2 separate regions of the Mus musculus genome follow, and region 2 is linked to region 1. Evidence: chromatin contacts called from public promoter capture Hi-C data. All regions are on one chromosome and are shown on one strand. The core of a region is the stretch at or near the end of the contact, and the rest is flanking DNA. Distances in the headings are between cores, read along the strand shown.

Evidence for each region. Capture Hi-C pulls out chosen DNA fragments and counts their contacts.
Region 2: a contact with region 1 is called in a promoter capture Hi-C map of adipose tissue, with 3 times the contacts expected there. The contact joins the promoter of Rsrc2 here to the promoter of Acad10 in region 1. A contact is called at or near these places in 1 of 39 promoter capture datasets (neutrophils) and 2 of 9 other capture datasets (adipose tissue and liver).

What each region holds. Positions count from the first base shown.
Region 1 is chr5:121,659,012-121,662,954 of GRCm38.p6, reverse strand. It overlaps Acad10 (acyl-Coenzyme A dehydrogenase family, member 10), which reads left to right and starts at 2,445. Exons shown (of 21, transcript NM_028037.4): 1 at 2,445-2,662. Brap (BRCA1 associated protein) reads right to left here and starts at 2,392. Exons shown (of 12, transcript NM_028227.3): 1 at 2,107-2,392; 2 at 794-955. The coding sequence starts at 2,188.
Region 2 is chr5:123,747,929-123,752,050 of GRCm38.p6, reverse strand. Rsrc2 (arginine/serine-rich coiled-coil 2) reads left to right here and starts at 2,637. Exons shown (of 10, transcript NM_001005525.2): 1 at 2,637-2,762. The coding sequence starts at 2,757. Kntc1 (kinetochore associated 1) reads right to left here and starts at 2,325. Exons shown (of 64, transcript NM_001042421.1): 1 at 2,227-2,325.

The sequences.
Region 1 (3,943 bases), core at 1,196-3,695:
TGTGGGTGGGAGGGCAATATTTGGAATGTAAATAAATAAAATTTAATAATAATAATAAATCCCTTAACACTCTCAAAACCCAACAGAAGCTCCTCCCACATCCAGCAGCACCCCAACACAAGCAGGCAACATTCACCACTGGCTCCTCGGTGACAAGTCAGGGCTCTCTGAAAACTGAACCTTCCAGTTGTGACCACACCTATGCTATAGATGCAGAAAGCATCCACTTCCTCAGCTGTGTAGGCCGGTAGGGCAGGGACGGGGCAGCAGGCTTCCCCGGGAACTGCTCCACTGGAGCAGAGTTAGTAGTTATAAGCATTCCCACCAGAGGGAAGAGCCCACTTTGTGACAACCAATCTAGTTTCTCCTGTATTACTCTCTTAAAACAGGGTCTTGGGGTATGTTTCCAAACTCCAGGGTTTACATAACCCTTTCAAAAAAGACAATGAAATATGCTTCACAAATCACATAAAGAACACAAGTGCTGGGGGGAAAAAGCATGCTGGAACTATACCTCAGTTGGGAGAGCGCTAGCCTTACATGTATGAAGCCCTGGGTCTGTGCCCAGCAGGATGCAAACTGGACATACGGATGCATACACATGATCCCACCACTCAGGAGGTGAACGTAGCAAGATTACTTCAAGGCCATACTCATTAACAAATGTACCCAGCCTCAGCTGCTCATCAACCGCAAAAAACACCAAACCAAACCAAACAAACAAAAACCAAAAAACAAAAACCAGCCAGGGGCTCAGAGTACTTGAGCGCGGCCAGGCTTCCTGTGGGCATACCTGCTCTGGCCTTCATGGTCTCAATAATCACATCCGTCATTTCCCGACGGCCAAGGTGCTGGTGGATGATGGCTGCTTTCTCCCCGGCTGACTTCCCTTCTAGACAGGCGACAGCGGAAGCCAATGTCTTCTTTTTGATCTCCTCATCAGACATCTCTCCAGCTGGAGAACACATGAAAGATTAATACCTAATGACAGAACAAATTCCTCTCACTTCTTGGCACATCAATCAATAGCTTTCCTGCTCCTCTATGGCGTGTCCCCCTGGATGAGGCTCTTTTCCAGTGTCTGCCTCTGTCCCTCTACTTATTAATGAATAAGCAGCATTTCAGAAACCCGGAGATGTGACCGAAATTCCTTAACATCAGTTCTGAGGCAGGCACCAGGCCTGTCCAGTACGGCACTCAACCCACACAACCAAGCACACAGTAGGAGTTCTCAGCACCCGATCCACACATCTAAGCACACAGTAGGTACTCTCCCCCTAGGCTTTACTGCATAAATGTCTCCAGGACTGGGCCAGGATGAAGTTACCTGTTTGTGCCTAGTGCCAACTTAACTGACTTTCAGATCTAGGGGTCACTTTGAGCTCTGGAATTTCGCTTGTAACCTTGAAATAAATCAAGTCACTGGAGTCTCAAAGACCAAGAAAGACCACAACACACTCTTCTACTGCAGCTCCAAAGAATGGACCCACAGAGTGTCCAGGATGCCATCCTTCCGAGAACGAGCGCCAGCCCAGCTCTCCAAACTAAGTGTCCGTTTCTCTTTTCCATCAACTTGGGACATTTAGTCCGTATGGCACATATCAGACCAAGTCTGATTCAGGGCATGACAAAACTCTTGACAGATACCAAGCAATCGCCCTCCCACACACACCTTTTTCTCGTCGGTCTTTTGAGACAGGTTTCCGCCCCCCCCCCCCAACCCTGCCTGGCTTCTGGTTGCCTGTCCTCCTGCCTTCACTTCAGGATCCTCAATGCTATCAGGTAAGGTTGTGACGATCACGGGAAGAGCCGAAGCTGCATGACCCACTAAGGAAGTCTGTGGCCGGTGGTGAAGACGTCAGCCTCTCGGTCCCCGGCTGGGCTAAAACTCGCGTTTCCAGCCACTCACACCTAACTTTGGGCAAATCCTTTCCCCACCGGTCTGTCTGACTGCCAGCTTGGGAAAGGCGCACAGCATCGCCCCCGCGCCCTGGGCCGCGCTTTCTCGCAGCGAGGGCGACGTCGAGCAGAGGCGCCCGGCAAGTCCGGGGGCCGGTGGAGCGAGGGCTGCCGACCCTCCGGCCCGGCGCGAGGCCGCCGACTCACCGGCGGCGCTGAAGCCGAAGTCGGTGGGGACCGGCGAGTGACCCGCGAGCTCCAGTCGGATGACCACCAGTGACACACTCATAGGACAGGCGCTGCTCGGCGTGGGCCCCGGTGGGCTGACGGAAGGCTGCGGCCCGAGCCCAGAGGCCGAGCGGCCCGCGGTCGGCAGCGCCGCCACCGCCTCAGAAGCCGCGGCCGCCGCCTCAGCAGCGGCAGCCCCCGTCGCGCGCAGCCTGCCGAGCCACAACAACCTCCGCTTCCGCCTGTCGGCCGCCGTCTCTGACCCGCCGGGTCGCGCACGCGCACGCGGAAAGGGGCGAGGCCCCGGGCGCGCATGCGCTTTCGACAGCTGCTTCTGCCCCCTTGGCTGACCGTCTGGACAGGGTCCGAGGAGCGTGCGCAGAGCACGCAAAGACGCCTGGCTCCTATTTTGCGTTTGACCCCTCTCTACGTTTGTCCTCCTTAGTTTTCCCGCAGGGCTCACCGAGAGTCTATGGGTCCGCAGAGACTCTGAGGCTTCCTGGGTCTTCGACCTCAGGGTTGTAACTTTCTGCAGGTATGGCGAGGGGCTGGCTAGGAGCGCAATGACTTCACAGATAATCCACTGAGAGCCGGGCACTGCGGGGCTGCGTGGGATGATTATTTTTGCGGACACAGAAAACAGCCCCAGACAGGACAAGCTTCAGCACTCGTGCGATCCTGAGCTAGTTATTGCATAACCACTCGGTTGTGTGATACAAAACGCTGTGTAAGAGACAGGGATACGCTGGGAAGCCTATAGGTCATGGTTAAATTTGGTTTTGTGGTTTGGATGTGTTTGGTTTTGTTTTATTTTTTGTTTGTTTTTGTTGTTTTCTTCTCCAAGTCAGAGTTGCTCCAAGTACGCCTAGCTGTCCTAGAACTCACTCTGTAGACCAGGCTGTCCTCGAACTCAGAGATCTGCCTGCCTAAGCCTCTGGAGTTGTGGGATACAGCCCTGCCCTACCACCGTCTGGCCATTGTTTAGTTGTTTTGAGGTTTTGAGTTGTTCTGAGACAAGGTCTTGAGTAGCCCAAGATACTGAGAACCCTATATATTGGAGAAAAGATAATCTATGTTCTCTACGTATTGGAATCAGATGTCCTTGAACTTCTGACCCTCCTGCCTTTTCCACCTCATCAGTGCCAGGGTTACTTCCAGGCTTCTGCTGAAGGCTTTGTGCTTCACAAGATGGCAGGATAGAACTAACTCAAGATTGTCCTCTGTGCAGGTGCTATAGTGAGCACACACACTGAGGAATGCACTTAAGGGTTAGAATGCTTTAGGTATAGGCTCTGGGTTCAGTGTCTAAAATACACACACACATACACACGATATAATCGAAACAATGTTCAGGACACACACACACATAAGAGAAAGAAAGAAGGAAAGAAAGAAAGGAAGGAGAAAAGAAAGAAAGAAAGGGAGAAAGAAAGGAAGAAAGGCCAGGTAAGATTAGTGCATATATGGAGAAAAAATATGACATGTCAGGAAGGACAATATTGTGTACATGCTATAGTGTAAGAGGTCTGGGAGAGGCCATGGATACAAATGGTACCTGTAACAGGAACATACAATATATAGAGGTGTTTATACTATTTTCTATGTAATATGTCTTAAAGCCTTTTAATGCCAAGATTTCCCAACTTCTGCTCAACTTTCACTTTCTATAACCCTTTTGGGGTGCGTGTATGTGTGTCTGTGAACCATAGACCTCAGTGGTACTGTCACCTGGTGGTGACCACCAAAAAAAGCATAGATATCACCAAATCATACCCCTCATGGGGAAAAATGGGCATATATGAAAGTGGACAAGCCA
Region 2 (4,122 bases), core at 1,388-3,887, 2.1 Mb before region 1:
GCTGCTGTATATGGTGTAGGCTAGCCAAAGCTGCATAGTGGAGAAATTCTGTCTCAAAACACAGCAAACAAAGTGAAGAGGAATGTACTTGTCTAGCACACATGTTCATCTCTAAGACATTATAAACACTGCACAGTATCGCAAGCCTGTGATTCCAACACGCAGGAGACAGAGACAGGAGGCCTACAAGTTCAAGAACACTACAGTGTACGAAAGAACAGTTTTTGGCTTTTGGCTCTTTAAACATTGAGCCTTGATCAGAGAACTTGGTCTTGGCTAATTTATTTCTCTCACAACCTTCCCATCCGTCCCGAGCTTTCCTTTCAGGAACCCAGTAACCCAGGCTGCTGGTGGCTACAATTTTCTAATTTTTTTTTAATGTGCATTGATGTTTTGCCTGCATGCATGTCTGTGTGAGGGCATCAGATACCCTGGAACTAGAGTCACAGACAGTTGTGAGCCACCCCATGGGCACTGGGAATTGAACCCTCGTCCGCTGGAAGAGCAGACAGTGCTCTTAACCGCTGAGCTATCTCTCCAGCCCCAATTTTAATCTTTAAAATAGTAATATAGGGCTGGCAAGATGGTTGTTATAAGGGTGAAGTTTGATGCCAAACCTGACTGGCAATATGAATTCCATTAAGAATCCACATGGTTGGCGGGTGTGGTGGTGCACACCTTTAAATCCCAGCACTCAGTAGGCAGAGGCTGACAAATCTCTGTGAGTTTGAAGCCAGCCTGGTCTACAAAGCTAAGGCTATATAAAGAAACTCAAGACACAAAATTTAAAAATTAAAAAAAGAAGCAACAAAGTTGAAGAACGAACTGCATGAATGTTATCCTCTGACCTATGAATGTACACACACAATAAATGTAAAGAAAATATACGTATACATGTAGGAGCATAATGTAGACAGGCATCGTGGCAAACACCCATAATCTCAGCATGCCAAAGGCGAAGACAGAAGAATAATTTCAAATTTGGGGAACCTTGGTCTGGTCCAAGCTTGTATTGCAAGATCCTGTCCACACACACAGAGTGGGAGGGGAATGTTGGAGTTAGCTAAAACTAAGGCTGTTTTGAAGGAGTTTTGTGTGTGTGTGTGTAGCCTAGAACTCACTGTATGGACCAGGCTGACCACAAACTCAGATATCCTTTTGCCTCTGCCACCTGAGTGCTGGGATTAAAGGTATGCGACATCTCTGCCTGGCTTGAAGGGTTGTTTGTTTGTTTGTTTTGTTTTGAATAACTTTTTCTTTTGAGTCAGCCTCTCACTGTGTAACTAAAGGTCTTGATCCTAACTTGAACTCAGGATCGTCCTACCTCAGCTCTAGACTCCTGGGATTTCAGTCAAGAGCTATCACGTCCTGCTTGTTCTGGGTTTTGATGGTTCCTGGGACTCTATTTGAATTGTCTGATAATATGCTATCTGGAAGCAGATAACATTTGGGCTAGGAATGTAATGAATAAAGGAAAAGAGCTCCTGCTAAGAACATAACACGACTTTAAATCCCAGCACTCAGGAGGCAGAGGCAGGTGGATCTCTGAGTTCTGAGCCAGACTGGCCTTTAACCTAGTACTTGGGAGGCAAAGACAGGACAAAGCTCTGTGAGTCTGGACTCAGACCACAGGCTAGACCAGTTATTCAGCACTCTACCAACTGACTTAACATTCCCAACCCTGAGGTTTATAGTCTTGAGGGAACAACAACGACAAAATGGTTGAACACTGTGTCAAGTATTTGGGTTTTTTTGGTTTTGGTTTTTTTTTTTTTTTTTTTTTTTTCCTTCGAGACAGGGTTTCTCTATGTAGCCCTGGCTGTCCTGGAACTCACTCTGTAGACCAGGCTGGCCTCGAACTCAGAAATCCGCCTGCCTCTGCCTCCGGAATGCTGGGCTGGGATTAAAGGCGTGCGCCACCACTGCCCCGTTTAAGACTACACTTTCTTCTGGTGAAAGAGAGCAAACAGGTGATAAACAGATTTTGACATCACCGAGTGCGGAAAAAAAACAGACGAGCCAATACAAGGTCATGAATCAGATGAAACACTATCGATGAAGCTATATCCACGAAAACTCAGACGGCCTGCCATCTAGAATCCTCTCTAATTTTTTTCTCCCGCCATCATCTAGAGATCGATAAAACCCAGAGACGGACTGAAGCCCCCTGCTGGTTCCACCTAACACTCCTCCCGCTCCCATCGAGCCGCAAGGCTGACGTCTCACCTGCAGCAGCTGACGAAATTAAAAAGAGAATTCTCAAGTGTCTCACACTTCTTCCCGACGGACACAACCGCCCCTACTCATTTTACCTTCCCTGCCACTGATTTGAATTGGCGGGAGAATACCGTGCTCAACCCCTTTTACGGAGGCCGGAGCAGGCCAAACTTGGCTCAAAATTGAGCGCGGAAACCGCCCCGCCCTAAACTAAATTGAATTCCCGATACCGAGCATCCATTCTGGGAGGTATCCTTGGCCCCACCCACTTCGTAGGCTTCACGCCACGCCCTTCGAGAGACTAACCAATCACCGCCTCGAACCGCGTTGTTATAGAAACTCTTATCGCCACCCACTTTTTCTCCCAGCAAGCTGCGCGCCTGGCCCGGCCTCATCCCCTTTTTTTTTTTTTTTTTTTCTTGTGCCATCCGGGTCTCTCGCGCAAGAGATTCAGTCTGTGGCGAAGCTTCGAGGCGGCCAGTACTGTTGAGTGCGGGCAAGCAGAGGCGCCGCCTTAGCGGCCGGGACTCAAAAAAATAATGGCGGTAGGTACTAAGTGGAGCTCGAAGGCCAGGCTGGGTTTTTTGTTTGTTTGTTTCTTTAACACAGAGTGGGCGACCAGCTCATCAGGGCTGTTGTCCGTGCCTGTGTGTGGACAAGATGGCGCCGCGGCCGCTCGCTGCGCTCGCCATCATGGCTTCCTGCTGCAGGGAGGGGGAGGTAAGGCCGTCTGGCTGGGGGTGGGGAGCCGCAGGGAATGGCTTGGTTTTTTCTTTCCCTCTCCAGAACTTTCCTCATCATTTTCCCTGACCCAGTATTTCTCCAGAAGCCCACCGAACTGTGGGGTTTAGCTCTTTGACCCAGACTGGTGTTAGGCTTTGCGTTTCCTAAGGCTTCTGCGTTCATGCTTGGCGCTTTATCGCATTTGACCGGAAAGGAAAAAAAGACCAGAAGTATCCTCTGGGACGCATCGGGTCAAAAGGCAGGCTCCTTAAGGCGCAGTGTAGGAGGACACAGTCTTTTTATTTGTTTGTTTATTTATCTTTGAGCGATCCCTCAGTGATAGGGCTACTTCTAGTTTTGCGAACCTTATTGGTTGAAACTGGGATTCACTTAAAGAGGGGAAAAAAAAGTCTATCTAGTTCCAGTCCCTTATGTTTTAAAGCGATTTATGAGGTTTTTTTTTGGGGGGGGTTGGTTTTTTTTTGTTTTTTGGGGTTTTTATTTTTGAGGCATGGTTTCTCTGTAGCCCTGGCTGTCCTGAAACTCGCTCTGTAGGCCATGCTGCCCCCGAACTCCGAAACCTTTGAGAACCGCAGCATTGTTTAAGACCCCCTTCCTGAACCAAATGGAAGCCGTATCTAAGAGACCTGAACAGGAAGCCTGCCCTGGATATATACTATGCTCATTGCTAATGAATCATATTAGCCTGTGATAATTTGTTTCTGGTTTTCGAAAGAAAATATTCTTGTAAGCATTCTGTATTTCCTTTTACTGACAGGTTTTAACTTCATATTGCAAATAAGGCTTACTTTTCCTGATAGTTGGAGTATTTGAAATTAGAATGGTACAGGTAGTTTTTCTGCATCTCACTACCCTCTTTCTAGATGAATTTAGAATGATTTTTTTTTTTTTGACTTTTCAAAGAGTAGGCAAGCTTTTTTAAATTGTGGGATTAGTGTCTTGGGCCTCTTAGTATACTTCAAGAATGGTATTATTTGCCGGGTGTGGTGGCGTACGCCTTTAATCCCAGCACTTGGGAGGCAGAGACAGGTGAATTTCTGAGTTCGAGGCCAGCCTGGTCTACAGAGTGAGTTCCAGGACAGCCAGGGCTACACAGAGAAACCCTGTCTCGAAAAACCAAAAAAAAAAAAGAAAAAAAAAGAATGGTATTATTTTCCTTGT